4 separate regions of the Mus musculus genome follow, and regions 1, 2 and 3 are each linked to region 4. A link is a contact called in public HiChIP or PLAC-seq and promoter capture Hi-C data. All regions are on one chromosome and are shown on one strand. Each heading gives the region's core, a stretch centred on a gene start, on an enhancer-like site or on the middle of the called end of the contact. The rest is flanking DNA. Distances are from core to core; before and after follow the strand shown. Region 1 overlaps Uqcc1 (ubiquinol-cytochrome c reductase complex assembly factor 1). Region 2 holds the start of Procr (protein C receptor, endothelial). Region 3 overlaps Epb41l1 (erythrocyte membrane protein band 4.1 like 1). Region 4 holds the start of Romo1 (reactive oxygen species modulator 1).

The links. Promoter capture Hi-C pulls out the DNA fragments that hold promoters and counts their contacts. HiChIP or PLAC-seq counts read pairs in DNA pulled down with a chosen protein or histone mark.
Region 1: a contact with region 4 is called in an H3K4me3 HiChIP or PLAC-seq map of bone marrow-derived macrophages, with 2.3 times the contacts expected there. The contact joins the enhancer-like site here to the promoter of Romo1 in region 4. A contact is called at or near these places in 2 of 39 promoter capture datasets (both in the C10 cell line) and 1 of 115 datasets of contacts at active chromatin or transcription factors (bone marrow-derived macrophages).
Region 2: a contact with region 4 is called in a promoter capture Hi-C map of liver, with 2.8 times the contacts expected there. The contact joins the promoter of Procr here to the promoter of Romo1 in region 4.
Region 3: a contact with region 4 is called in an H3K4me3 HiChIP or PLAC-seq map of bone marrow-derived macrophages, with 3 times the contacts expected there. The contact joins the enhancer-like site here to the promoter of Romo1 in region 4. A contact is called at or near these places in 5 of 39 promoter capture datasets (the 3T3-L1 cell line, hippocampal neurons, liver and 1 more) and 1 of 115 datasets of contacts at active chromatin or transcription factors (bone marrow-derived macrophages).

The regions. Positions count from the first base shown.
Region 1 is chr2:155,875,406-155,882,035 of GRCm38.p6, reverse strand. The region is part of intron 7 of Uqcc1 (ubiquinol-cytochrome c reductase complex assembly factor 1); the gene reads left to right. Among named protein-coding and RNA genes, the nearest start is that of Fam83c, 44 kb to the right of the region's middle. Within about 2 kb of position 2,890, at least 83 of the 459 cell types and tissues checked have an H3K27ac peak or open chromatin away from gene starts, as enhancers often do. A contact at or near this core is called in bone marrow-derived macrophages, where this site is marked.
Region 2 is chr2:155,746,381-155,753,607 of GRCm38.p6, reverse strand. It overlaps Procr (protein C receptor, endothelial), which reads right to left and starts at 2,391. Exons shown (of 4, transcript NM_011171.2): 1 at 2,144-2,391; 2 at 6-263. The coding sequence starts at 2,210.
Region 3 is chr2:156,521,161-156,528,340 of GRCm38.p6, reverse strand. Epb41l1 (erythrocyte membrane protein band 4.1 like 1) reads right to left here. Exons shown (of 25, transcript NM_001368800.1): 16 at 5,181-7,103; 17 at 4,570-4,680; 18 at 3,053-3,460; 19 at 1,348-1,452. Among named protein-coding and RNA genes, the nearest start is that of Aar2, 23 kb to the left of the region's middle. Within about 2 kb of position 5,165, at least 20 of the 459 cell types and tissues checked have an H3K27ac peak or open chromatin away from gene starts, as enhancers often do. A contact at or near this core is called in bone marrow-derived macrophages, where this site is marked.
Region 4 is chr2:156,141,769-156,148,821 of GRCm38.p6, reverse strand. Romo1 (reactive oxygen species modulator 1) reads right to left here and starts at 4,669. Exons shown (of 3, transcript NM_001164216.1): 1 at 4,542-4,669; 2 at 4,233-4,363; 3 at 3,028-3,220. The coding sequence starts at 4,363. The coding sequence ends at 3,112. Nfs1 (nitrogen fixation gene 1 (S. cerevisiae)) reads left to right here and starts at 4,636. Exons shown (of 13, transcript NM_010911.2): 1 at 4,636-4,802; 2 at 5,364-5,455; 3 at 6,580-6,696. The coding sequence starts at 4,682. Rbm39 (RNA binding motif protein 39) reads left to right here. Exons shown (of 17, transcript NM_001291114.1): 16 at 459-537; 17 at 631-1,583. The coding sequence ends at 731.

The DNA.
Region 1 (6,630 bases), core at 1,641-4,140, 270 kb after region 4:
TCTCTCTTATGTCATAGTTGTTCGTGCATATTGGCTATCTTCTAGATGAATTCCTAAGGGTCAGGACTGCATGTATCACTCTTTGTAGTCTCCAGAGTGCTTATAATTTACCTGTTGGCTGAATAGTGACTCTCTGAAGAATGAAAGAACACAATTCTAGAGGCCTGGGATAGGTATTAGGGAAATGGGGCAGGAGATACCGTTTTATTCTGAGGATATTTATCTGTGTTGGTTTTAAATATTGGGAGAAAGACTGATTTTTTTTTCTAGTGACAATTTTTAAGTTACATTTATTTGCATGAGTGCCTGTACTTGTGTGTACAGGTGTGCACGTGCTAGGTATGTGTGTGGAGGTCAGAGAACAGCTTCCAGGACTCAGCTCTCTGCTTCTACCGTGCAGGTGCTAGGGAACTGACCCAGGCCCAGGCTTGGCAGCAGGCTCACACTGCTGAGCCATCCTACCAAGTCCCCTGCCTTCATTTTTTATGTTTCTATTTTCTGTGCTTTTTAATTTCCTACTGAAATTGATTGTTTTGTTTTGTTTTTTTAAACCTGAGCTTACAATAGGGTATTTTACGTTTCAAAAATGGGATTAACAAAGGCTTTAGATTTTCTAAAACTCTCCTTCCAATCTTCCAAGTTTCAAATAACCCCTTCCCCATGTTCTTCCTCCCCAGAAAGATTTCCAAAGAGGGCTAGGGATCTAACTCGGGATAGAATGCCTACCTAGCAGGGGCTGTAAGTCGGTGATAAAATGCTCACCTAGCATTCATGTGGACTTGCGTGTTATCCCTAGCACTTAAAATAAACAGGAGACAAATCTTAAATTCCTAGTTTACTGTGCTGGGCTTCTCATCTCAAGGTCAGGCTTAAAACTCAGTGAAATATAAGGACTGCTTTAAAGATGTTTTTTATAATCATAAATATAGATGGTGTGTGTATGTAAATAAAGAACCTTTGGAATGGATAACACACAAATAAGAATCAGTTTGCTCTTCGATGACAGTAGCTCCTTGGAAGGGTTTTAAGTGGCCTAAGCTATTGGAATTGGACACTCAGTTATTAGGATGAATATTAGGAGAAAGATAAGTTTTTAGGTTTTAAAAGTGTGTGTGTGTGTGTGTCCATCCACAGCGGCCAGAAGAAAGTGTTAGATCCCCAGAAGCTATAGTCACAGCTAGTTGTGAGCCACCTGGGAACCAAACTCAGCTCCTTTGGGATAGCAGGGACACTTTCAAACTGCTGAGCCCTCCCTCTAGCCTGAAAACTAAATTCTTAGAAGGAAACGTGCTTTTTTTTGTTTTTGTTTTTTGTTTTATTTTGTATTTGTTTGTTTGTTTGTTTTGAGACAGGGTTTCTCTGTATAGCCCTGGCTGTCCTGGAACTCACTTTGTAGACCAGGCTGGCCTCGAACTCAGAAATCCGCCTGCCTCTGACTCCCAAGTCCTGGGATTAAAGGTGCGTGCCACCACCACCTGGCGGAAAAGTGCCTTTTCACTGGAGACTGGGTTGTGAATTTGAGCTGAGTCCACAGAGGATGTACCTACCCCCTGGAGGTACACTCTCCGCCCATGTAAGTTTCTGAAAACCTGATGAGGAAGCATTCAAGCAAGTCGTTTGCCAACCGATTTGGCACCTGCACCCAGAACCCAGAATACTATTCTGATGGCTCAGTCACTTGTCCTTCCCAGTGACTCTCTGGTTCACAACCCCCACCCCAGCCTCCCACAATGCTAGGGAGCCACTCTAGTTCCTTGCGCATGCTCGGGGCGTCTGTCATTGATCCAGGACCCTAGCCTTCCTTTTTGCTTTTTGTTTTTAGAATAAGGTCTAACTAAGTTGCCCAGGTTGGCCTTGAACTTCTGTATCTCAGTTAGACCTCGATCTTTGATCCTCCTGCCTCAGCCTCTGGGGGAGCTTGCACCACCAGGCTCTCCCGGAGCCACTTCCTTTTACCAGAAGGCCTTCAAAAAAGATTGATAACGCTTTCCATGTTGAAAATGAGTTGCAGCACGGAATTCCCAGTACACTTGGTCATTTATCTGGAGTGCCATTCCTGCCTTGAGTTACAAACTGTGGGGTTCCTGACGCATCAGAAACAGAGCTCCGAACATGATAGGCATTCTGTAAATATTCCTTTTCCAAGTGGGTAAAAAAAAAAAAAAAAAGAATTGGATCCTTTCGTTGTTTTTAAAATCACACTTATTTAGTTGGATGTCCCACTCCATAGTGTTTCTGTAAAGGAGCAGTGACCTTGTTCCACTTTTCAAAGTCTTGCTCGGGGCCAGCAAGAAGATAGATGGCTCAGCAGGTAAGGGTGCTTGCTGCCCAGCCAGACGATCTGAGTTCTAACCCCAGGCCCCACACGGTGGATGGAGGGAGGCATTTCCCACACTTGTCCTTACTTCAACGTGATGGCCATGGTAGACAGGTGCATGCATCCACAAACATGCACGTGCGTGTACACCTTGTATGTGTGTGTGTGTGTGTGTGTGTGTGTGTGTGTGTGTGTGTGTGTGTGCGTGCACGTGTGCCGTCTATAAGCTCATACTCCACAAACAACCCTCCTTTAGTGCCCCATACACCGAATGCTCCTAGCTCAGCTCTCCTTTCAAGGGACCAGACTTCCCCCTCAAGTCTTTGTTTTTCTTTGCCTGATTACATTTGATGTCCCCTGTTCACAGTCATCACACCGTGAAAGGTGAGTGCAGGGACGTGGGAGTGACGGATATAGCCAGCCAGAGTCATTTTCCGGCTCACCTTTCAGGGGCTGCCAAGGCTTCTTCCAAATAAGTCTCCCTGTCAGGAGTCACAGGACAAACAGCCCTATGAAACATCCTTCCTGTCTCCCTCTGTCGTCACCACCGTTAGTTGAGCCTCCTAAGCTGAATTCTTAGTCATCCCCGAGTCCCGCCTCTTCCTCTGCATCTGCTTGGCTTGCCTGTTGCATGCTTCACATATCTCAGTGGATTCTCAGTGGCCCATTGCTTCACTTCGGGCAACATCTCGCTTTATTGCAAGTCACTTCTGAAGCAATTCTTGGCTATTCCCAATCCAGGCCTCCTGCCACCTGACTGCCAGAGGCCACCTTTCTGAGTCCTGCATCTGGTCATGTCCCTCTCATACTAGAGACCTGAGTGCTTTCACCACATAGGGGACAAAATTTAAATACCTTGGAAGTGTGTATAGAACCTTTGGTAGGTACATAAACCAACTTGTTTATCTCTCTCTCTCTCTCTCTCTCTCTCTCTCTCTCTCTCTCTATGTAGTCCTGGCTATATTGGAACTTGCTATGTAGACCAGGCCAGCTTCAAACTCACAGAGATCCTCCTGCCTCTGCTTCTGACTGCTGTCTTTTTTTTTTTAGTAAAACATTGAACTATTTAAATGTTCCTAAAATATTAAAATCTTTAAATTTTTTATTTTCAGTTTTTTGAAACGTCAAGAACTTATTTTATTTATTTTAAAATAAACATTGGAGCCTTCCCCATTATCCACCACCTTACAAAACTCTTGAATGTAGAATGTTCAACAGCCTAAGCAGTTTTAGTAGCTACAAAACCAGCAAAAACTACAGTTGTCTAATGATGAATATCTGAGAATAATTATTGTTTTGAGTAGCTGATTACCATCTTGGAAAAAAATGTTTGCAAAAGGCTAAAAGTAAAATTTAATTTCTGTACAGAAAATAACATTAACTTAGCCTTTGCTATTTTGAGTCTTTAAAAATTAAAATACGATTACATCATTTCCCCCTCCTACACAATCTAAAATGTCTTGATATCTGCAGTTTATCAAATATTTTAACAACAAAAAAAGGGGGGCGGGTGTTTAAGCCTAAAATGATAACTGTAGGCTCTGGGGATCTGAACTTGGGCCCTTTTGCATGAATGGCAAGCTTTTTACTGGCTGAGCCATTTCCTGTCCTCTGTACAGATCTTTTTTTAAAAAATAGATTTTTAATTTTTATTTTCCATGCATTTTACCTGTATGTGTGCCTGTACACCACCTGTGTGCTTGATGCCTGAGTGGGCAAGAAGAAGGCATCAGGTCCCCTGGACCTGGAGTTGCAGATGGTTGTGAGCCTCTGTGTTGTTGGGAATTGAACCCAGGTCCTCAGCAGGGACAGCCAGTGGCCTTAATCTGCTAAGCCATCTCTTTAGCGCCCTCTGTAATAAACTTTTGAGCCTTAATTGATTTATGCAGTTGATTTAATTCAAATTATATAAACTTAGGATCTTACTGTCCCTGGTGTTCTGGGCAGCCCGGTGCCTCAGGCCTCAGTACACAGACTTGTTTGGGGAGCATAGGTACTTGACTGTCATTGTCTTCTGGCTTGACTGTCATTATCTTCTGGCTGACAGTCTTCTCTGATCATTTGCTTTCTGGGGTCATCTGACCACCATCATCCCCAACAAAAGGCTCATTATTCTCTCCCCTCCCTGCCTCATGGGTTCTTTCTGTGGTTATGCTCCGAATCTACTTTATAAGGAAAATGTGCCTCAGACTGGAGGGGGAGAGCCTGAGAGATTTTTTTTAACTAACTAACTTACTTTCTTTCTTTCTTTTTTTTTTTTCCCGAAACAGGGTTTCTCTGTGTAGCCCTATGGCTGTCCTGTGTCCTGGAACTCACTCTGTAGGCCAGGCTGGCCTCAAACTCAGAAATCCGCCTGCCTGCCTCTGCCTCCCAAGTGCTGGGATTAAAGGCGTGTGCCACCACTGCCCGGCTAGCTTTGATTTTTCAATCCATGAAGATTGTGCATATACCACCGATATGGGTCAGGCCCTTCCCAGTTCTGTGTCAAGGAAACAGAGTTTCAGTAATGTACAGTGTCTTACCCTGGATTGTAGAGCTAGCACGCATTGGCATGGGGACCGCAGCTGTGACATTCCTATGCCCAGTATTCCCATACCGTCCCTGAAATTCCACCCCTCATCTGTTGGTTACCAAACACCAAGAGGGTGGCTGTCCTTGAATCTGGAAATGCCTGAATCCTCGTTGATTTGGAGTTTTTGAACCTAGTAGGTAGAGGTTTCCTACCTCTGAACTACCAGAGATGGCGGGAGAAAAGACAGGTGCGCATGGGCGTGCTCCTGGACCTGTGCTGTCCTCGTCTCCCAGCAGTTAGAGCTTCATGTCTCCACATCGTGGGAATTTGCCTCAGTTGATCTTAGTTATTTTTCAGAGACTCCTCAGTTATGTTTTTTTAAGGAGAGCAGAACTGGGAGGCTGAGCACGGGCTCAAGAGGCTGGGCCAGGAGACTAACAAAGGCAGTATTATGTGTTCATGGCAAAGCCAATAAATGAATTCAAGAGACACCTAGATGTGTTTCTAGAGGAGGACATGGGGGGGGGAAGGGTCTGGTGGAGAGGCAGAAAGGTGGGATTAAGATAAATTATAATGGAGCCAGCTTGCTGGATAAGGGGACCACCCCTTCCTGTTCCCACCGAGCTTCAGATTCCTTGTCCTGCACAGTTGAAAAGTTAAAACCCGGTCTGTACCACGTACCTCATAGTCACTCCTTCAGACCCTGCCTCAGGAAAAGAAGATTGTCCCAAGGCTATTTCAGCATGTGTTTGGGTGCTACACCCACCAGATGTTGCTGGGAATCTTAGATTCTAACCTAAAACGGAGTCTTGAGCTAACTGGTCCAAGGCCTAGGTTTTAATTTCCATGCATCCCTGAAGCCTCAGCATCACGTGGGGATTTGTTAAGAATCGGCTGGCTGAGAAACTCTGAATGGGGCCTGTGGTGGTTTGAATGGGAGTGTCCTCCATGGGACGTTCAGATGTTTGAATACTTGGTCCCTGGTTGGTGGCACTTTGGGGTAGGTTTAGGAGGTGTGGCCTTGTTGGAGGAAGTCTGTCTTCCAGGTTTCAAATCCACCTGCCCTCCCGGTTTGCTCCCTCTGCTTTCTCTTTGCAGTTCAGGATGTAAGCCCTCAGCTTGTTTGTTCCTCCAGCCGCCATGTTATGCCTGCCTCTTGATGCTGCTCCCTCCTCCACCCTTTGGAACCATAAGCCCAACTCCTATATCCTGATCACAGTATAAACCAAACCCTTCTGTTTCAGAACCGCTTATCCCTCGCCTGACCCTGTCTGTTATCTACTGGAGAGCGGAGAGAGAATTGTAACCAGAAACTGACTGTGGACCCATGACTGTCTGGGTGTCAGTTCTTAGCTCTTCTTGCTGGGTGGGGTAGGATGAGGTCAGGCACAAATGCCACACAGTGGTTGAGTGTGATGGTGACAGCCATTTATATCCGCTCACTGCTCTCCCTTCCTGCGTACTTTACGAGAGCTGTGGCTTTTACTATCTTATAACTGTCCATCTGTGAGACTGTACTCTACCTCCACTTTACAGATGAGGAAACCAGAGACCAGGGAGACAAGTGTACTGTTCCCAGCAGCAGCCATAGCTTTTATTATCACAAACTTGGTGGCCTGAAACAACAGAAATTGATTCTCTCATAGTCCTAGATTCTAGGACCTCTGGATCCAGGTGTCCTTCTGATGGCTCTAGGGAAGGGTCTGTTCCTTGCCCTGTCAGCCTCTGGTGGCTTGCCAACATACCTTGACTTCTGGTTGCATCTCCTCTTTTCTCTGACTTGAATCCCCTTCAGCCTCTC
Region 2 (7,227 bases), core at 1,142-3,641, 390 kb after region 4:
CTCACAGAACACGTTCTCCTTGCGCTCGCGATATACCAGCTTCACCAGGCTTTCGAACTGGGTCAGATAGATCTGCAGGCCACTCTCTGTGCGCTCCCAGCTCTCCGGATCCTGCCAGGGCTGTAGCTGGAGGATGGTGACGTTTTGGCTGGGGCCTTCCAGCGTGTGTGTCAGGAGTTTTCCCAGAGAGGCGTTGCCCTGATGCCTCACATGATGGTTGTCTTGGAAATAGGAGATCTGGAGCATATGCAGGCTTTGGGAGCCTGAGGGCAGAGTCAGCGCGTCAGGACCGCCAGCAAGGGACAGGGTAGCTGACAGCCAGAGATAATAACCCCTTACCCAGAGGCCTGCCGCCCACTTCGCAATCCCATAAAGCATTCGCCCACCCGCCCCTCCATTTGATGCTCACAACAACCCCTCCAGGAGAGGATGGGGTTATTATCTTTGCTTTACAGATGAGGAAACTGAGGTCTGCAATCGGAAAAGGCATTCCTCGATGCTTTTCCCTCCTTCACAGGGCCAGCCTGCCAAACCCTGGCCTCTGATGAGATCCCAATTCCAGTCCCTGTATCCTCTCCTGGACCACTGTCATCCCGCGGGGGGGGGGGGGGCACATTTCTCAATTTCGTCCTTTTGCTTTGTTTGTTTTTCAAGATAGGATTTCTTAGTGTAGCCCCAGCTATCCTCGGGCTGGATTTGTAAGCCAGGATGGCCTCCAACTCAGGGATCCACTTGTTGCTGCTGAAATTAAAACTGTGCACCAACACACTGGACTTGGTTTTATCCCTTCTTACTGGCTCTCCATCTGATCCAAAAAACCCTTAAAACCCTGCTGGGGTGTGTCCTACCCCTCCCAAATAATAATAGCTAATACCCATGAAGTACTTGTTACGCCTTAGGCACTGTTTTATACACATTATTAACTTATGCATGCCTTCCTACTAATGCTTTAACATGGTAGCTACTATTATTAACCCCTTGTGTATGGGAATCTGAGGCCAAGATGGTAAAGCAAACCAAGATTTGAATACTGGTAGCTGAAGCTAACCTGCCAATCTGAAGTCATTGCCTCTCCGTAGGACATCTGTCCACAGGACGGATCTCAGAGTCTAGGCTCAATCTGAGATCCACAGTAAGTTATCTGGCCCTAGTTGCCTTTTCTGGCGAATCTCCGTGTTCAGTTTTATCAAATGGCTTGGAGTTCCTCATGCCGACTTTTGGCCACCATATGAAGAGCTTGTCCAGGTTGCTCTCTGCTGCCCTTGTTCTGCCTGGCGAATCTCTATTGAAGCTGGGTTTGATTATCTGTCTTCAGTACCCAGGAAAGGGCTTTGGCAGTGTTGGCATTGTAACACCCCCCCACTCTCTCTCTCTCTCTCTCTCTCTCTCTCTCTCTCTCTCTCTCTCTCTCTCTCTCTCTCACACACACACACACACACACTGTTGCGTTGGAGAAGTTGATTTCTGTGTTTGCAAGTGTGGATATACTGGTGTGAGTAACCTCAGCAATGACCTGCAATGACCTTTAACTGTTCTGTGACCAAGTTTTCATCTTAGTAAGATTAGTGTGATAATATGGCGCACCACAAGTCAATGTGTGCATAAGATACAGTAGTCACTCTAAATATTGCCCCTCTGAGGGAGAAATGGAGGCTATAGGGAGTGGGGGGAGCTGGGCATCGATAGTGTTTGGCAATTAATTCCCCTTTTCTGTTTAAGAGCTTCCAGCAGCCTGATCTTCTGGCCTTGGCTCTTCTGCCCCCATCTCCCACCTCATCAGCTACATCTCCTGTCTTTCTCCTCCTTCCCATCACAACCTCCACACTTATCTCAGCTTTCCTAGGGTCTCCCTATCTGTCCATCTCATATCTCTTCCTGCCTTCCCAAGACTGACACTGCTCTCCTTGCCTTCTCACCTTGTTCTTATTCTCTCCACAGGTCCCTTCCACCAGCTTCCCCAGCCTTCTCCGGAGAGTTAACTGGACTTCCTCACCCTGTCTTTGAAACAGGAACCAAAGCCCAGGACCCAGCAGCTGTAGACATCCATGCTGTGTGGGCTTAGTTGTCCTATAATTAGGTCAAAGTTCCCAAATACACCAAGTCCCTAGAACACCCCCAGGCAGGAGCCTTGACCCAAACTCACCATCGGAGTTACAAAGGGCGCAGCCAGGCAGCAGCAGCAGCAGTAGCGGCAGAAACTTCGTCAACATCCTGGAGTTCTGGGTCCCACCTGGGTCGGGGCAGGCTCGGGTTCCTCAGGCTGCTGATTAGGAAAGAGAAGGGAGGCTGTCCGGGAGGGGCCGGAGCAGAGCGGAGGATGGAAAGAGAACGCGTGCAGGAAGAGGGAGTCAGGCTTTTAAAGTGTTACTTGGATCTGTCTCATTTCCTACTAGGGGGCCTGGCTCGCCTCGGCCCCTCCCAGCTGTGGGCCCTCCTGCCTGGACCTGCCTGTTTCTCCTCCCGCTGCTTGCTTCCGAGGCTTGAGGAGGAGCGGAAAAGGGGGAGAAGGGCTTGGCGAGAAGTCCGGTAGGTCGCCGCTGAGTCAGGGGGGTGGGGCGTCTGCTTTCGATGTTGCCGACTCTGTAGAGATGACGGGGAAACTGAGGTCAAAAGAGATGTAGGGATTTGCCCAAAGTTTGTACGTCCCGATGACGGCAGATCCAGGATTGGAATCTAACTTTCCAGGATAACTGCCTATAGTTTATCAGAAGTTTAAGTACACAGGAATTACACAACTGGAGGAGAGGGGCTCTCAGAAATAGTCACAGAGTCGAGTGAGTAAAAAAGAGTTCATTGTGGCAGAGATTTAGGAACGCTCTAGATAAATCTCAGCATCGGACAGGTCATAGTCATTTAGTGGCAATGACATCACAAATTAGTATGTCTTTTGAAAAAATGAAGTAGGACAGAATAAGAAATTTGATGCATCATCCTTAGTAAGCAATATTTCCTGAAATATGTGTTCACTTATATAAGGACGTTTCTGTCTGTGCATTTTCAACTTTAAAAAAAAAAAAAAAAGCCGGGCGTGGTGGCACACGCCTTTAATCCCAGCACTTGGGAGGCAGAGGCAGGTGGATTTCTGAGTTTGAGGCCAGCCTGGCCTACAGAGTGAGTCCAGGACAGCCAGGGCTACACAGAAAAACCCTGTCTCAAAAAACAAAAACAAAAACAAAAACAAAAAAAAACAAAACAAAACAAACACCCAAAAAAACCAAAAAAACCAAAAAACCATAAAAACCCAAACAGGGTCTTACTATCCATATGAGGTTGGCTTTGAACTCACAGAGCTCCAACTTACCCTGCCTTCTGAGTGCTGGGATTCAAGATATCAGCCACCATGACCAGTATCTTATACTTTTTAAGTTAGTATGTATAGTAAGGGGTTTCATTATGGCATATATATACACATACACACACACACACACACACATATATGTGTGTGTGTGTATGTATATGTATGTAAATATACATATACGTATATACATATATGTGTATATATGTATGTATATATATATTTATACTTTGTTCTTAGATATCCTCCCAGACACACACGCTTACATGTGTGAATGCACACACACACCCCTAGCTTCCACATATGAGTGAGAACATGCAGTATTTGACTTTCCGAATCTAGTTAATTCACTTAACAGGCTGACCTACAGTTTCATTTGTTTTCTTGAAAATGTTACAATTTAACCTCCCCCTTTGCCTAGAGTCTCATAGAGCTTATATGCCACATGCTCTTTATCCATTCCTGAATTGATGACGTGCGGGTATGTTTCTGTGATGGGTTTTGGACAGCCGTGTGTAGCTCGGATATTATTTAGGAAGTAAGTAGCTTGGTTTAAAGTCAGTCTCTCAAGTTAGGAAAGCCCCTATGGTAAAAATACTACTTAGAAATAAAAACAAAACCAAAAATCTTCCCTCGCAAAACCGCTACTTCATTTCATATTGCTTAGAGTCACTTGAAGCTGTAGTACTTGTTCACATGTTTGTTGTCTGAATTTCCCACCAAAATGGCAAGCCCCATGGGAATAGGGAGGCTGGCTATCTTGCTCCATGCTGATTCAGTGGTACACGTCACACAGAAACATCAGCTAGAAGACAGAAGGAGGTTGGCATGCAGTGCACACATCTCTAGGAGTAAGTTATAGACCACTAGATACAGCTTAGAACCATCTATTCATCCACAAACAACCAAGCACACTTGTCTCTGTAAGCAGCAAATGAATATAGAAGCATGTGTATTAGGTAGAGCAATGGTTTATTTCTGGGGACGGGAAGAGAGGGGAGGAGAGGGAAGGAGAGGGAGAGAGAGGGAGATGGGGTGGGGGGAGAGACTGAGACAGCAGAGAAGAGTGGGAAATCTTGTGAAAACTTTTGTCACTATTTTGCAAAGGGTTTTTCTCATTATAAATATAATTGTCTTAAATAGTTAATTTTACATCTAGAATATGATCATATATTTCCTACTTAGTTAAAAACAAGAATTTCAAATAACAGGTTATGGTACACCCCTGTACTAGAAGAGTGGTGTGGGAGAGGGGGGTAGAACCGGAAGGATCGATGAGCCATGATGGGGCAGGAAGATATGGACCAAATATGGATGGTGTGTCCCATGTTGTATTAAGAATTACTCCTGTCTAGGTAATACATTTATAATTCCATCCTCACATCTCCTAACTATGTCTGTTCAAACACACAGGAGAATGTCTGCAGGCCAACTGTGGCTCAAGGTTGTCTCTGGGGCACAGGCGTGGGTCAAGCACCAATAGAGGAATTTTAACTCTTTATATCCTTCTTGGTGTCACAGTGGCAGTGCACAGGCTCCCGTTCTCTGAGCTGTATTTGTAAGCATGCCATGCTCACTTCTCTGCTACTGCAGACTTCCCAGCCCATCCTGGAGAGACGAATGAGCCCTCAACGTTGAGGGATTCAAATCACAGCTAAGTGCATGGTCTTGTATTTGAAGAATCATTACCTCACGTTTGTAGAATTGCATTCTAAACACATCTATCCCCACTGCCCAGAAGAGATTCAACATGACAAATGTAACTGAAGCTACATCAACTCATCTTCTGTTGTAGCTCTCTCCCCTGCGTTGATCTCTGAATTTATAACATCATATGAAAATAAAAGTTGACTATTTCCATTTCTTTGCATTTCTGTATAACTATACCATCTATGCACGCATCCTAAACAATACAGCTGTGTATTAGTCAGGGTTCTTCAGGGTCGTAGAACTTATGGAATGACTATATACATATCTACTACATATATAAAACTTACAGAATGAGTATACACACACACATATATACATGTGTATGTGTGTGTGTGTGTGTGTGTGTGTATGAGTATATGTGTGTGAGGCTGGTCTGGTGCTGCTATAAACTTAAATATTAAATATTGGCTCCTCAAGATCTGGTTTTCCCTAAAGAGGAGATGCTCATATATACCAAATGATGCTCTGTAAACCTTGACCCCACCCCCAACAACAAGTGATCCCAGATTGGTTAATAAAGAGGCCTACATCCTGGGCCGGGCAGAAGAAATGTGGCAGAGTAAAGCTTCCCAGGCTTGGGGTTCTCAGGAAGAGATCACAAGGAAAGGAGACAGAAGAAGAAGAGGGAAGGACTCACCATTAGGTAGGGGGATCTTGAGCACATGGCCATGAAGGCCAGCTTGTTGGAGTAGGAGCTGCCCCGGAGGAACACAGCAAGTGACATCTTGGGGGTTATTACCAGGGAAGTAGACAAAATAGCACAGAGGGTTGATATCTTCCCAGCTCTAATGCTTTAGGACCTATTATGCATATATATATATATATATATATATATATATATATATATGGGGAATTTATTAGAATGACTTACAAGGGGCTGGAGAGATGGCTCAGCTATTGAGGGCTCTGATTGAACAGCTTTTCCAGAAGAATTCAAACCCCAGTATCCACATGGCAGCTCACAACTGTCTGGAACTCCAAGATCGGACACCTTCACACAGATATGCATGCAAGCAAAACACCAGTGCATGGAAAATGGAAATACATACTTTTTAAAAAAAATAATGACTTGGGCTGGAGAGATGGCTCAGCAGTTAAGAGCACTGACTGCTCTTCCAAAGGTCCTGAGTTCAGTTCATGGTGGCTCACAACCATCTGTAATGAGATTCGATGCCCTCTTCTGGTGTGTCTGAAGAGAGCAATGGTGTATTCATATACATAAAATAAATAATTTTTAAAAAACGTGTCTTACAGGCTGCAGTCCAATGAATCCAACAATGGCAGGCTGTGAGCAGAAAGTCTAAGAATCTAGGCTAGATGCCTCATCTGGTCTTCTGTGTCTGCTGGAATCCCGAAGAGGGAGGCTCTGATGCCAAGAAAGGAATGGGAGTGCTAGCTAGGAGAGGGCAAGCAGGCAAAGAAAAGTCTTCCTTCTTCCATCTCTTTATGTAGATTTCCAGCAGAAGGTGTGGCCCAGGCCCAGGTTAAAGGTGTGTCTTCCGGTCTGAAAATGCAGATCAAAAAGGTGTGTCATTCTGCCTCAAGACCCGGATCTTGTGGTATCCTTGTGGGAATGGCCCTCACTTGTTGTGTCTAGGTACAGTCACTGTCACGGCTTTAATGTATTCTATTTTAGGAGTATACGTCCTTTGGGGACTGGAAAGCTGGCTCAGTAGTTAAGAGCACTGGCTGCTCTTCCAGAGGGCCCAGGATTGTCCCCAGCACCTACCTGACAGCTCACAGTTGTATCTGTTCTCACATTCCAATTCCAGGAAGTTCAATATCCTCTTCAGACCTCGGAGAATACTAGGTATGCACGAGCAAAGACACACGTGGGCAAAACATCAAGTAAACTAAATAAATCTAAAAAGACTATATCACTATTGATTCGCCAGCTGGTATTAGACCACATTTTTGTGTTTGTTTGTCCATGTATGTGTTCCTGCGTGCATGCGTGCACATATGTGTGGAGGCCAGAGGTAGATGGCTGTGTGTCTTCTTTCGATTTCCTTCTTTCCCCTTCTTCTTTTCATGTGTATAGGCAGAGGTTCATGCTCATGTTCACACGTATGTCAGCACATACGTGTCATAGTGTACATGTGTCTGAGCATGTACGCACAGCCAAAGGCTGATGTCAGGAATATTCTTTGCTCACACTGTCACCTTATTCTTGGTGTCAGAATCGCTCAGTCACCTAGAGCTGGAGGCCACCGGGATGGCTG
Region 3 (7,180 bases), core at 3,916-6,415, 380 kb before region 4:
GCTTCCCCAGTGGACATGGGGCTGGGAGGTAAAGTGCTCACTTAACATGCATGCATGAAGCTTGGGTTCTATTCCCAGACCCCATTTAAAAAATGCAAAAATTAGGTATTTGCTGCAACCTGCAATCTCATCATCACATGGGAGGTAGAAGCAGGAGGAAGCCCAAGGTCACCTTCAGCAGCACAATAAGTTTGAGGCCAGTCTGAGATACCTAACAGGGACCCTGTCTCATGAAGACAGAAGTGAAGGAGGAGGGACAGAGACAGAGAGACAGATAGAGACAGAGACAGCAATTGAGTAAATTCTAAGCTTGTTGAGGGCAAAGGATATACTGTAAGAGTCAGTGGTCTTATTTATCTAATAACTTTAAGTATGAACAGATGTGAACATCTGTGTTAGTATCTTCTCCCAGGAGACAACATATAGATAATGTCATCCAGTCTATTGACTTTTATAACTGGACATTTTGATGTTTTGATGACACCAGGTTATGGGATTTAAGGTCGTTTTGATTTCTTTATCCTTTGCATTAAAAACAAAGGTTGCTAAAACAAAGCAAGCCAGGGAGGGCAGAGGCCTGTCTGGGGTAGCCAGCTTACGACTCTCTAACGGCAGGAGCAGCTGCAAAGCCATTACTTGGCATACTGTAACAGTAGGAGAAAAAAATCTGGAAAATACATTTGTGTTATTTTATGTCATATTCAGAATGCCTGTGCTGGGGGTGGAACCCCAGGTAAGGACTCTGCTCTTGGTCACCAGGAGAAGGGACTGAGCTCTGAAGTCCTGTGGCAAGAAGAACCAGGGGCAATCCCTCAGACTTATACATTTTAAAAGTTGAAGAGCCACAGAGGACACACAGGAAGTGTGCACTAAGCTGTGAGCTGTTCCCAGGCAAGCTAGCCTTCTCCAGGGTGCAAGCTAGTTTCACCTCACTAACACATTCTTCAGTCATTTGGGCCTGGTTTGTTCATCTTTCCAATCGAATGTGGAACCTCCATGCATAAAAAATGACCCAGATAAGCTGTTCTGAACAACCAGTGACTGAGAGGTCTCCTTTTCTCTCCCCCAAGCTGCCTTGGAAAGATCCTCTCCACACGTATCAAGCAGCCTGAAAGCCATGCCTCTAAACTGCTAGCCATGAGCACTGAACACCCCCAGGAGGAGGGGGGGGAGGCAACATCACCCCCATTTACAGATGGGAAAGCATGGTTTTTCCCTGTTCCGTGTCTGACCTCAGGGAGGATGAAGGGAAGGAAAAGGTTGACCAAAGGGCTTGGCCACTTCAGTGAGGATCCTATGTTCAAATGGCCGGTCCCTGTGTCAGGTTACAGTAGGGGCACAGGTTACCTGGGTGCTGTCTGCAGCGGAGACTCTGCTTTGCAGCATGGCCTCTGGCTCAATCTTCTTCCTGATTGCCAGACTGCTGACGGTCATGGTTTCTGCTTTCACAGACTACAGGAACATAAAGGGGACACGTGAAAACTCAAGCCTAGACACAACTCCTCTTCACAGACAACAGGGATGCAGGAGGAGAAAGCTCTCTCCCAACCCCACGGAAAAGTATGTAAAGGCATGGTTGGTGTCACTGAGAAAGGACCCAAAGAGAGAGAGCCAAGGCCACTGCCTGCATGAGGAGGGCCTGACCCCATGCTTCAGGGCTGCATGTCTTTTGAGGCTGTATTGGTGTGGTTAAACTCAATGCTCAGCGTTCTCCTTACACACACGTCGCCTACACCTTTTAGTCACTTCGTGCAAACTGCTGCTCAGTGGAAGAACTACACACGGAAGTATCCAGGGGCCAGGCAACAGATGGGAACAGGCGAGGAGGCTAGCTGGCCGAAAGATATGGAAAGCATGGGGGATTCCATTCAGGTGTGGATTTATCGTCGCCTCTGCATGGTGGGCTTTTCTTTGGTATATTTTTTATGATATAAAAAAACACAATGTAATTTTAAAAATTAAAGCCAGAGAAAACACATCAGTTGGCTTTACAAACCGTATCCTAGGTGTCTCAAGCTAAATGATCAGCTTCTATTGACTCGACTCTCAGGCCTAGTTCATGGCTTTACACACTGTAGGTCTGATAAATGGATCTAGCTTTTCATGTGGTTGGAAGGAAGAGGGAGAAAGGAGAGATTCTTCCAGAATCCTGGTATCTAGCTGCTCATTCGTTTATCGTCCCTTGGTACCGAGTGTACCTTAGAACAGCTAAGACCTGGTGGGAGAAGGGCAGAGCAACCAGCCATTGCCCTGACTGTGCTGGAAATGTTAGAGCCAAAGTGGCAGGACAGAGCAGGATGCTGTAGGGCTAGTACTGCCTCCCAGGTAGCCAGAAAAGCACGGAGAGAGGTGCGTGAGCTGTCCTGGATCACGGTGAGGCACGGAAAGGGAGAAGGAGCCTTCCGCCCAGAGGGTACAGCATGGGGTAGGATACCAGCATGAATAAGCTGGTGTTCACTGTCTAGGGGTGGGGGCGAGGATCTGCTAGGGTAAAGGGAAAGGGGGAGTTTCTGAGACTCCTCTGTGCAGCTCTACTAAGGGAGCCACAAAGCAGAGAAGCTCAGACGCTGGCCCTGCATCCTCTCCAGAGGTTGTGTCTTCTCTTTTCCTGGAGTGTCCACTGCCAGCCCTAACATCTCAGGACCTGGTGGATTTAAATAACTGCCCCTTCTCCAGACCCTGGTAAAATGAGCCCTGGCCTGCATCAAGAAAAACCACTCAGCGTTCAGACCAGCTGTAGGAGGCTCAGGAGTCCACGGACACATGCTCTCTCCAGGTGCTATGCAGCACAGTTCAGGGGGATCAAGGAGGCAGTAAATCATCACTTGACCTCAGCAAGTGATGGGGGTCACGGGGTTAAAACTGCCACGGAGCACCTGTAAGTGGTGGACCGACACAGCAGACATGCGTTGCAGAACCATGCTGTTCTACGAGGGGCAGTCATGCAACACCAGACAGAGCTTCAGGCTGCAGCTGATGGCTGCTCTCCTTACTCATGGCCCAGAGCCCTCTGAACATGCAGTGCCCGGTTCTCCGTGAAGCTCCACTGTACCTCAAACTGGGGCATTTCTGGAGTGGAACAGGCCCCTCGATCCGGGCTGTCCTCGAGGCCCCCAGATTCATCCTCTTGGCTGGAGGGCCCCTTGAGATCCCGGGCGAACACCAGGCCCTCTGTCTCAGAGTCACTTTTATCCCGATCAAGCTCAGGGAGGCTTCGGGAGAAGTCTTCAAAGGCGCCGCCATGGTAGTCACCAATAACCGTGAAGTCCACCTCAGCCTCCAGGCTGGACGTGGAGCTGACCGTAATGCTGGAGCACTTGCGCTCAATGGCCAGGTGGTTGTCCTTCAGGAATACGGCGTCCCTCTCCTGGTCCTGGTCCTCATCTCCCGTGTCGCTCTCTGGGGCACGTGGGCGTGGTGGTTTGACTTTCTCCTCTGAGCCCTCCCTCAGCCCTGCTCTCTATGGCCGGATAAAATCGGGGGGGGGATGGGGATGTGGGGTGGGGAGAGAGAGAGGTCAAGATGGTGAATGCCAGAGGACATCTCAAGGTTGTGATGATGTTCCCAAGTGGAAGAACAAGTCAGGAAACGGAAAAACACCCCAGAAAGGTTTCCTTGGAATCGAACACAAAACAAAACAAAACACAACGAAACCTTCTCGAGAGTGGGGATGCTCTTTGGAGGGTCTCACATGGATGCCAAAGCAATACAAAGCTAGCATCCTTCCAGCGAGTTCTGGACAGGAGGCCCCCTCCAAGGCTAGGATCCAAAAGCCTGTCAGAAGCGGCATAAAGGCAGGGATGGAGGCCTGGACCACAGGCTCATCCGTGCAGGCGGCATTGAGAGGCAAACTGAGGAAGAAGGCCAGGGATTCAGGGGAACCTGGGAGAGGAGGCAGAGAGGCTGGGGCTGGAAGCTAGAGGAACACAGAAGAAGCCAGCAGCCTGTCAATTGCACTGAGTCTCTGGGGGAGAGGCAGCACCATCCAAGGGAAGAAGAAAAACTGACCCAGGACCTCTGGACTCCAGCTTCCTGGAATTCACACCAGTGCCGCCTTGAACTCCATGGTAACCACTGAGAGGAAGTTCTGTCCACATCAGTGTAATTGACAACGGCAGGCCAAGGGAACACCCAAGGGGAACCAGCAAACTGTGTCCTAAATACATACCTCTCAACTGGCCTGTCAGGGATTAAACACCACACGTGCATTTTGTTTGTTTGTTTTTGTTTTTTTGTTTTTTTGGGTTTGGTTTGTGACTTCCTTTCTTTCTTTTTTTTCTTTTTTTCTTTTCTTTTCTTTTTTTTTTTTTTTTTTTTGAGACCAATTCTAACACCCACACCATATTTAGAAAGAACTCATTTCAGTACGCTTCAGAGATTCACTTGTTAACCAGCCATCACGTGGCCAGGTTCTGGAAGGTTGAGAGGTGTGAGGAATATATTGCGGACAAGCCAGAGTGTGAACAGCTGCAAGGGGGTTGCTACTAGGGCAGGTGGGAACCTAGGGAACGGCGCATCCCGGTTGGATGAAGATGACCAAGTCATCGGGCACAGAGGGACTGCAGAGACCTGAAGGCCCGGAGGGCTGGCGAATCTCAGACGCCCCCCCTTCCCAGGGGTGCTTGGCGCTAAGCGGCCGAAGGAGTTCTTGTCTTCCCCGCCCGCATCTCCGGCTTTGCTCTGGATTAGAGAAGACAGTTAGTCTTAAGGAGGTAGAAGGAAGGTGGAGAGGGAAGCAGAGTGGAGGAGACCTCTGAACTGTCAGCTTCTACAAGGTGGGATTCAGGGGTGGGGAAGGGTGGAGTATGACCACTGTATAAGCCAAGCATGACAGGAGGAGTCCAGCAGGTGGGAGGGGCAAGGCAAAGCAGGTATGTAATCTGCTGCTGCTGCTGCTGGTGGTGGCTCCTTCTCTGCGGCCACTGTGCGATCCTCTGAACATACATAAGGTCGCAGCAAAGCCTGGGGACTCTAACGCGCTAACAAGGGCTGAGCAGATGACCCCATCTCTCAGCGGCTATCTCAGGCCCATGTAGGAGGAGACCTTCTAAGGATGACCAAGCAGTGTCATTGCAGGAATGGCGAGGGCCGCTGAGGCATGCTTCTAAGGTGCCACGGAGCATGCGCTCAGCCTCCACAAAGGGGAACTTAGTGGGTGCAGGGCTCACGTGGCCAGTTACCCCAGTAGCTTCCTCCAGCGTGGTTTCACAGCCTGAGTCAGGGGACACGAGCTCTGGGTCTGTGCATCTTTCCTGGTGGGAGGTAGTTGGGGTGGCCTCCCCATAGTGCTGGGTAGCCAGAGGCATGACAGAAGAACAGGTAACTTTGGGGCTGGCCAAGTCCCCAGGAGGCTGGAGTTGGACAAAGCCCAAGTCCCGAGGCTTACTGCGCTCCTCCACCTGTCCTGGGGACGCTTCCGAAGGCGGCTCATGTGGAAGGGTCCTCACTTCACCCTGACTGGCTCTGCAAGGCTCGGCTCCATGGGTCTCAAATATCCGAATTTTGTTAGCCACTGAGGTCTTGCTAACGTCTTCCTGGGAACCTCCTTGGTCCCTATCCTGGAGTGAAGTCTCCAGCTTTCCTGAAGGGAGCACCAACCCCAGGAGGGCAGGCCCCTCGGTTCCTTCAGGGACAACTCTGGGCTTCTTGCTGGCCACTGGAGGTGCTTTGCGCTCACCTTGCGGGTCCTTGTGCACTGGACTCTCTTCAGGGAGATGGATATACTTAAGAATCACGGGGGACTGATCTCTAATGAAACCCCTGGACTCCGAAGACTCCCCTGATCTAGGAGGGACTGGGCTTAGAGAAGTGGCTGCCAGGACCTCAGTGTGACCAGAGGAGGCTGGCAGGGGCGTGACTGCCTCCCTGTCTTCTGTCTCAGGTTCTACTGCATGAGTGGAAACTGCCCCCTTCTCTTTAGGCAGGAAGCTGGCTTGGTCTGGCCTGACTGGCTTCCTAACACAGGGAGGGATGGTCCTCAGAAGGGCACACGCCTGAGCATCTAGGTGCACCCTTCCTCCTCCTCCTCCTCCTCCTCCTCCTCCTCCTCCTCCTCCTCCTCCTCCTCCTCCTCCTCCTCCAGGAGGGTTCTTCTTCCATCTTGCCGGAGGACTTTTTTTTTCAGTCTTTCCCATCCAATCTATACTCGTGGGGGCCTCATCTTCAGCTACATCGGCCACTGGGTAGGCCAACTCTCCTTCCAGCCCTTGTGTGTTTTCCCAGCCCTCTTCCAGAGTCTGACAGACAGCTGATCCCTGCAGATCATCAGGTCTTCCACGGTCCCTGGGGGACCAGGCTTCTTCTGCTGAGGAAGCCATATGGGCTTCATCTTTATTCTGGCTGGAACCCGGGGCAGAAGCCCTTGGGTCTGAGGACTTCGGCTCCCAGTTCTCTGTGTGCGCCCCAGCCAGCTCCAGCCAGGTCCCATCTCCAGGAGGGGCATCCAGGTGCTCTTCTCTGTCCCCTAAGGATGGGGCAAGAAGGGAGTCCTCAGAGTCTTTCTTTCCGTAGTTCAGACAGAAGCTCCTCTCTGCGAAGGAGGTGTCAGTCTCGTCACTCGAGTCAGCTCTGGCTTCTGTTTGCGCTGGATCCAACAGGAAGGACTGGAGTCCCCCTTTGTCTGATGCAGGAGAAAGAACCTCTCCCTGCACTGGCCCAACCCCCGCAGCCGTCAGTCTTCCCCAGGTCTGGGGCCTCTCCAGACCCTTGTTCAATTCTACGTGGCTCTCTGTTTGACCATTTGAGACTCGGGTGTTCCTGAGCTTGAGCTTGTCTGTTGATGTGTAGCCTGCAGCCCGAGTAGCATCTCTAGGACCCCCCCTGAGGCACGCATCTTCCTCTCTCATTGTCTCTGAGCCTTCTGGACTTGCAATCATTTTCCCTTGCTGCTGAGTACTTGTTCTTTGGGCTCTCACGGTTTCTTCTGTGGCCACTTCAACTTTGAACTTGTCCACCAGAATGTCTACCTTGGAGAGTCTCCCATCAGCGAGGATCTCGGTGAGGCTTGATCCACTTTCTTCCCGTTGTGTGGCGGGCACTGTGAGGAGGCCAAGGTCTTCCGGCCTAGTGTAAACTCTTTCTATCAATACCCAATGCTCTGAGCCCTGTGTTTCAATTGGAGCAAGAAGAGTTAACGTGAAATAGCAGACACCTGAAGGGATGGCCTCTCCCCTCTGTAAAA
Region 4 (7,053 bases), core at 3,420-5,919:
GGTTGCTAGAACTTGAACTCAGGACCTTAATTCAGTTAGCTCTTTTCTGACTCACCTTCCCATATTCTGGGATTTATTATAGGCCTGTACCACTATGCTTTCTTAGTGTTTATTTCCTGAAAGTGACTTATATGTGCTAGCTAAATAACCAGCTACAAAACAAAGGCAAGTTCAAAATAATGAATATTTGATGAGAGTAGTGTTAACTGATGAGCTAATTTGCATCATGAACCCTGGAACTCTTAACAGCTTCTTTACTCTTTACTCTTTGGGGCCTGGGGAATATAGGGTGAAAAGATCAATGAGAAGATACTAGTTTTCAAAAACATTTGGGGTATTTACCATAAGCTATTAGAATTAATAGTTTCTAAAGAACATTTCTGCAAACATCTAGGATATACTTTTGAGAGTATGTGATCAGTGATTATTTTAATTAATTTTTCTTTTGATAATTTTAGGGCAATGTGTATGTGAAGTGCCCATCTATTGCTGCGGCTATTGCTGCTGTCAATGCATTGCATGGCAGATGGTTTGCTGGTGAGTAACTGCTACGAAGACTTTATGTTGAAACACCAAGTGATTAACATTGAGTAAAAACTGCTTACCCAACTTTTTTCTTTTTGTCAACAGGTAAAATGATAACAGCAGCGTATGTACCTCTTCCAACTTACCACAACCTCTTTCCTGATTCTATGACAGCAACACAACTACTGGTTCCAAGTAGACGATGAAGGAAGATACAGTCCCTTATGTATATAGCTTTTTTTTCTCTTGAGAATTCATCTTGAGTTATCTTTTATTTAGATAAAATAAAGAGGCAAGGGTCTACTGTCATTTGTATACAACTCCTGTTACCTTGAAAAATAAAAATGTTAACAGGAATGCAGTGTGCTCATTATCCCTAACTAGCAAATCCTACTTTATGCAAAGCTGTTCTCTTGTTCTGCTGTTTTAAATGTCCATGTAGAAAATGACATTAAGGATCTATAGAATAGCTCTAGGGGAACAAATGTGCTTTCTGTATAAAGGCAGACAGGTCACGTTTTAATGTTTCAGAAACCTAACTTTTTACACAGCAGTTACAATTCACATTCATGTATTTGGCTCATGGTTCAGCAAAGGTTTCCAGAATCCACATTTAGTGTGTGAAAAGTCTAAGTGGCTGTATGGCTGCTTGGCATTTGATCTTGATTATTTGGCAAGAATGGGATTTCAAAATAATATTTCTCGATGGTAATTTTTTCAATTAATGTCTCTGTAAAAGTTTCTTTGTAAATACTGTATGTTTTAGTGTGTCTTGAGATTCCAAACAAAATGATCCCTGCATTTCCTCAAGGTGGCTGACGTAACAGATTGAGTAAGCAGTCTTGGGCAAGAGATGGGAAATGCAGAAAAAGGTTTTGTCTGGTTGCATATAATCTTTGCTCTTTTTAAGCTCTGTGAGCTCTGAAATATATTTTTGGGTTACTTCAGTGTGTTTGACAAGACAGCTTGATATTTCTATCAAACAAATGACTTTCATATTGCAACAATCTTTGTAAGAACCACTCAAATAAAATTCTCTGAAAAAGGCCACAAGAAAATTTTCGTTTTTCAAATGTTTTCATGTTACAAACTTAAGCAAAGGCTATCACAATATCCTTTGGGTTTCTTTCCTTCTTTTTTTCAAGTTAGTGTTTCAGCATTACATGCCTCAGATCTACCAAAGACTGAATATGTTACTCTCCTAACCTCTGGGCTGCTCGGAAAGGGGAGCTGTGTGTGTCAGCATACATGCCTAGACTAAGCTTATTTCATTCTTAGTGATAGACATCACTGTTGGTTGTCTAATACCACTACTACCAAGTATGTCCTCTCCACTGAAGAAAACAAGTTGCCCCTTGAAAATGCTCTCATCCTTCTCTACGTGTTTATCATTGTCTTTAGCTCTATAGTTTACAAAGTCACAAAAAAATACATAAGCACTACCATTCCTAACTCGACAAAAATAGCACCTCAAACTACTTCCTGGTCCCCAGTTACTCCTTAAAATGCTGAAGTCTTCACTACCTCATTCTTCTCTTTTCTTTTGACACCGAGGTTTCCTAAAGTCTTGACTGTTAAAAGCTGGTCACAAACCAGGAGGATGTCCTCAAACTCAGCTCCTTCTTGTTTCTAATATCCCTATGTTTAAAAAACAATTTCAATGTTTTCTTTATGAACAATGTCTATAAACATTGTTCCTGGATATATGTATACCACATACATGCTTGGTACTTGTGGAGGTCCTCTGGAAGTGAGCTTATAGTTTGTACAACAGGTGCTACGAAGTGAAGCCAAGTACTGCCCCGTCTTTCAATCAATTGGCACAATATGCATTGTAATGAATTATTTAGCCTTTTAGCAGATAGCAACTGTAGGAGGCTGTGGATTGGAACAAGGGAACTTAATTATGAATTCAAAAAAAATAAAGTATGACCTACTTGGGTGTCTAAAGCTTGCCAACCAATATATCTTACATCCTAGATGTATCAAGAGAAAAATAACAAAATTGTTTCTTGAATAAGATGTTCAGTAAAGCGTTTTGAATTGTCAGTTGTTATTACCTAATGACATTCTGAAGATCAACCAGAAAAACTCACCAAGGCTAATCAGGTTTGTATTCTTGGCCATCACAGGGGTAAGGTAACAAAAATTCCTGTAAGGAATTTTGTTAGCAACCTAGATAATTAAAATGTTCAATGCTGAGGCTGGTGATGTTTTTCTGAACTAGACAATCTCATACAATGTGCTGTTAACAGGATACCTGTTAGTAAGCAACTAAAGTTTATTTAATTGGTATGCTGGACAGGTTTAACGACGAGTCTCCATCTTCAGAGTGTTTGGATAAAGTGTGTGTATCAACAAGCCTGGGTAGAGATTTGGTTATTTGTCTCCAGAAGACAGATCATAGTTAGAATGAAACAATTTTGGGTCACCATTGAGATGGGTACTGGGACTACCAAACCTTTGGGTCTAGGATAAATACTAGGTAAAAATAGACTGATATAACGAGAAGAAAACAACTTTATTATTGTACAAGGGTCGAAATGGATGGGGAAGTTTAGGTATTGCAGGGCATCCTAGCCCTAATTAGCATCGTATGCCCATTCCAATGGCCATGAAAGTGCCAAACGTGCCGCCACTCTGCATCATGGTTTTCCCAATGCCGCCCATTAGCTCCCGACCCCGCATTCCGATCCTGAGGAGGAAACCAAGAAAGCAATTTGGGAATACAATTACAGGAATAGAGATTTGAACTAAGTACCCCCCTTTAAAATCTGTTGAATATATTAAGCACTAACAGCTTGACAATCTCATTTGTCATTCTTAAAATGCTACTCTTCCCCACATAGGATTAGCAATGACAAGGAAAATATCTATCTAGGGTCTCTAGGACCTGTGCTGAATGCTGCATTAGTTTGTAGATGCAGAGATAATGAAGTACATGGGCAAGAAAGCAGTCGTGTTTGTGCCTCTATGGTATTTTATCATTGAGTAGCCAGTTTTCTTCTAGATAATTCCTTAGTGTTTTGTTTTGTTTAACCTAGATTGAGTCAAGCGCTGCAATTTATAAACTGCATAAAGTGTAAAATGGACATTACAGACTCGGTAACTACACTTTTTAATTTATTATTTATTATTATTATTATTTATTTTGAGACGGTTTCTCTGTGTAACAGCCCTGGCTGTCTGGAACTCACATTTATATACCAGGCTAGTATCGAACTCAGGAATCTGCCACTCCGTCCAGAGTGCTGGTGGATTTAAGGTGCTCACAGCTAATGCTCGGTGGTTAACTACAGTACTTAGCACTACAATTAAACTAGTGCTGGGTAAATAGTAATTTATAAGCACAGTATCCAAATGTGATAGCAGTTTATCTCAGAGGTAGAATATTTCACTACACCTAATTCTCATCAGGCTTGCTTCATTACATGCAGTTGGGAGTTAAAACGCCATGCAACAATAATAACCCTTCGCTAAGTAATTACGACGTGCCAGATAATGTAAATCATACTAATATGATTGGCTCTTACAAAAGTGGAGGTAAGTGTCCAGTACTCCACTAAACTCAATAACACTGAACTAACAAAGGAGTCAGAAAGCCATTTTGACTTTAGAACTCAGATCCGTAAATCCTGTGCTTTCAACCTCGTCTGAGTGGGCTCTGGAGCCCTCGGAAGGCAGGAAGTTCTGTCCGCGAGGCTCACCTGAGACAGGAGAAGGTGCCGAACAGCGCCCCGGCCGCCATACCCACTGCGCAACCCATGACGAAGCCCATCTTCACGCGGTCGAAGCAGCTGGGCTGGGACTGCCCGTAGGGACCCACGGCCACCGGCATCTGCGGCGAGAGTGCTAGGACAGTGAGGGCCTGGTCACCAGCCGTGGCGTCGGCCAGGGGACGCACAGCAGGGTCACATAGCACCCGGGTCAGAAGCCAGCCCGCGGCACGCCTCCACCACCCTCGCGATGGAGGACCCCGCACGCGCGACGCAGGCCACTGTCGGGCCCCACCTCACCTCGTTCTCCGCTGCGATCGCTCAGCTCGACGTCTCACTCCGAATGCTAGGCGGAGGGCGCTCGCGGTCCGTGGGATCGCTTCCGGAGCACAGCGCAGTTACTTCCGGGAGCATGGGCTGAGGACTTGCAAGCGCCGCGGATGGTGGGCTCTGTGGCTGGGAACATGCTGCTGCGAGCCGCTTGGAGGCGGGCGTCGTTGGCGGCTACCTCCTTGGCCCTGGGAAGGTCCTCGGTGCCCACCCGGGGACTGCGCCTGCGCGGTACGTTCCCTTTCCTTTTCGTTCCCACGGTTTCTGGAGGAGCGAACCCCCTTGGGTCGGTGCTGCTAAGCACTGCATTATTGCGGATCCTACCCGCCTTGTTCCATCGCCCAGTCTCTTAAACCTTCCCGTCGCCCGGTCTCCTATTTGTTTTCGGGAGGGCCCTTACATACTGCTCCGCACTTCCCTTGAGCGGAATTCTCATCCTTCAGTTCTCTCCTGACCAAGTCTTAAAGATGCTAGATGAGCTTCCTCCTGCCGTGAACCTTTGAAGGAACCTGCGCTTTTCACTTTTCTTCTAAATGGCTTTGCTTTTTACAGCTCGTCCCACTCGGTGCTATGTAGTTTAAACATTGCCCCCGACTGCTGCTGCCCGCGCCCTTTCCAAGAACCCTGTGTCTATTACTTAACTCGATGTCTTTCAGCGCGTGTTGTTGTTTGTTTACTTTGACACTGGACCTCCGCCTTCCTTAAATTCACCTCAAAGAAGCTTTGACCATCTGTTGTTTTGTGTGCCCTTCGTCCACGGTTTCTCACTTTGCCACTGCTATCTGTTGTTAGTTGTAGATCATGGCCCCCATTCGCCTGTTCACTCAGAGGCAGAGGCAGTGCTGCGACCTCTCTACATGGACGTACAGGCCACCACTCCTCTGGTAAGGACTAACAGAGGTTCTTTGTAGGGAGGAAAGGTTAGAAGGACAAATTTCACCGACAGGCTAAAATTCATCCGACTTGAGAACTATTAAATGTGCTAGGAAAAGGAGCTGCCAGGAATCAGGAGGCTAAGATGTTAGTTTAGTAGAAAAGGCTTTACTGTTTTTTAGCTACTGACCCTGTCAGATCCTTCCAGTACAGGCATTATAACTAATAGTAATTGCTCGGGTGTTGGAGCTGGACAGTGTGGCATGGGTAGTTTGAGTGAGCTTAAGACCAGCCTAAGCCACATAGGGAGTTTCAAACCTATGTTGTTATTTTGTTTTGTTTTTAATTTTATATATACACAAGGACACTGTAGCTATGCTCAGACACTCCAGAAGAGGGCATCAGATTCCATTACAGATGGTTGTGAGCCACCATGTGGTTGCTGGGAATTGAACTCGGGACCTCTGGGAGAGCAGTCAGTGCTCTTTAACTGCTGAGCCATCTCTCCAGCCCCCTCAAACTTTTGTTTGTTTGTTTGTTTGTTTGTTAAATGTGCCAGGCATTGGTGGCACATGCCTTTAATCCCAGCATGGGGGGCGGGGGCAGAGGCTGGCAGATTTCCGAGTTCAAGGCCAGCCTGGTCTACAAAGTGAGTTCCAGGACAGCCAGGGCTATACAGAGAAACCCTGTCTCAAAAAACCCAAAAAGAAAAAAGAAAAGAAAAGTGTGTATCAGCACACCTGGCAGGCTTATAAATATGAGGTCAGATTCAACTACATAAGACCTTATCTTTCAATAAGTAAATGAAAAAATTAAAGAAAGACTTGTGGGAATTGCAGAACATTGCAGTTTGAAGTGGGCAACCTGGCAGGCTTATAAATATGAGGTCAGATTCAACTACATAAGACCTTATCTTTCAATAAGTAAATGAAAAAATTAAAGAAAGACTTGTGGGAATTGCAGAACATTGCAGTTTGAAGTGGGCATATATCAGGTTGCTATTTGATTAGTGTCTGAGAAGTGGAAGAAAGCAGAGAGTATCTGAAAGGTTGGAAATGCACTGAGCAAGGTTGGCAGGTAATGGTGGCTCGAGCAGGTTCTGAATTGACTTTGGGCTCTGTTTTCTTCTGTTCAGGATCCCAGAGTGCTTGATGCCATGCTCCCATACCTTGTCAACTACTATGGGAACCCTCATTCTCGGACTCATGCATATGGCTGGGAGAGCGAGGCAGCCATGGAACGTGCTCGCCAGGTTAGCACGAAGGACTGTGAGGAGTTCCAGTCAGTGGTCTATGTGACCTATTTCTTTCTTACAGATGGAAATAGCTGTTTTTCTAGAAGAGACTCAGGTAGTAGCTCTGGAATTTGACACTAAGTGTTTAATTAGTTCCCAGCTTCCCTAGGTGACCTCTGACAAATCCGCTCATTTCTCTAAGCCTTGAACTCCTCATCTACCAAGTGGAAAGTGAAATAGTTCATGCTGTATAAGATTATTGGGGAAATTAAATGAGGCAGTGCTCGTAAGGTTAACACTTGTGCATAACTCAAAACACATGTGGAAAGAGTTCAATAAATACATTTTTAAAAATGCATTTCGCGGGTCAATGGG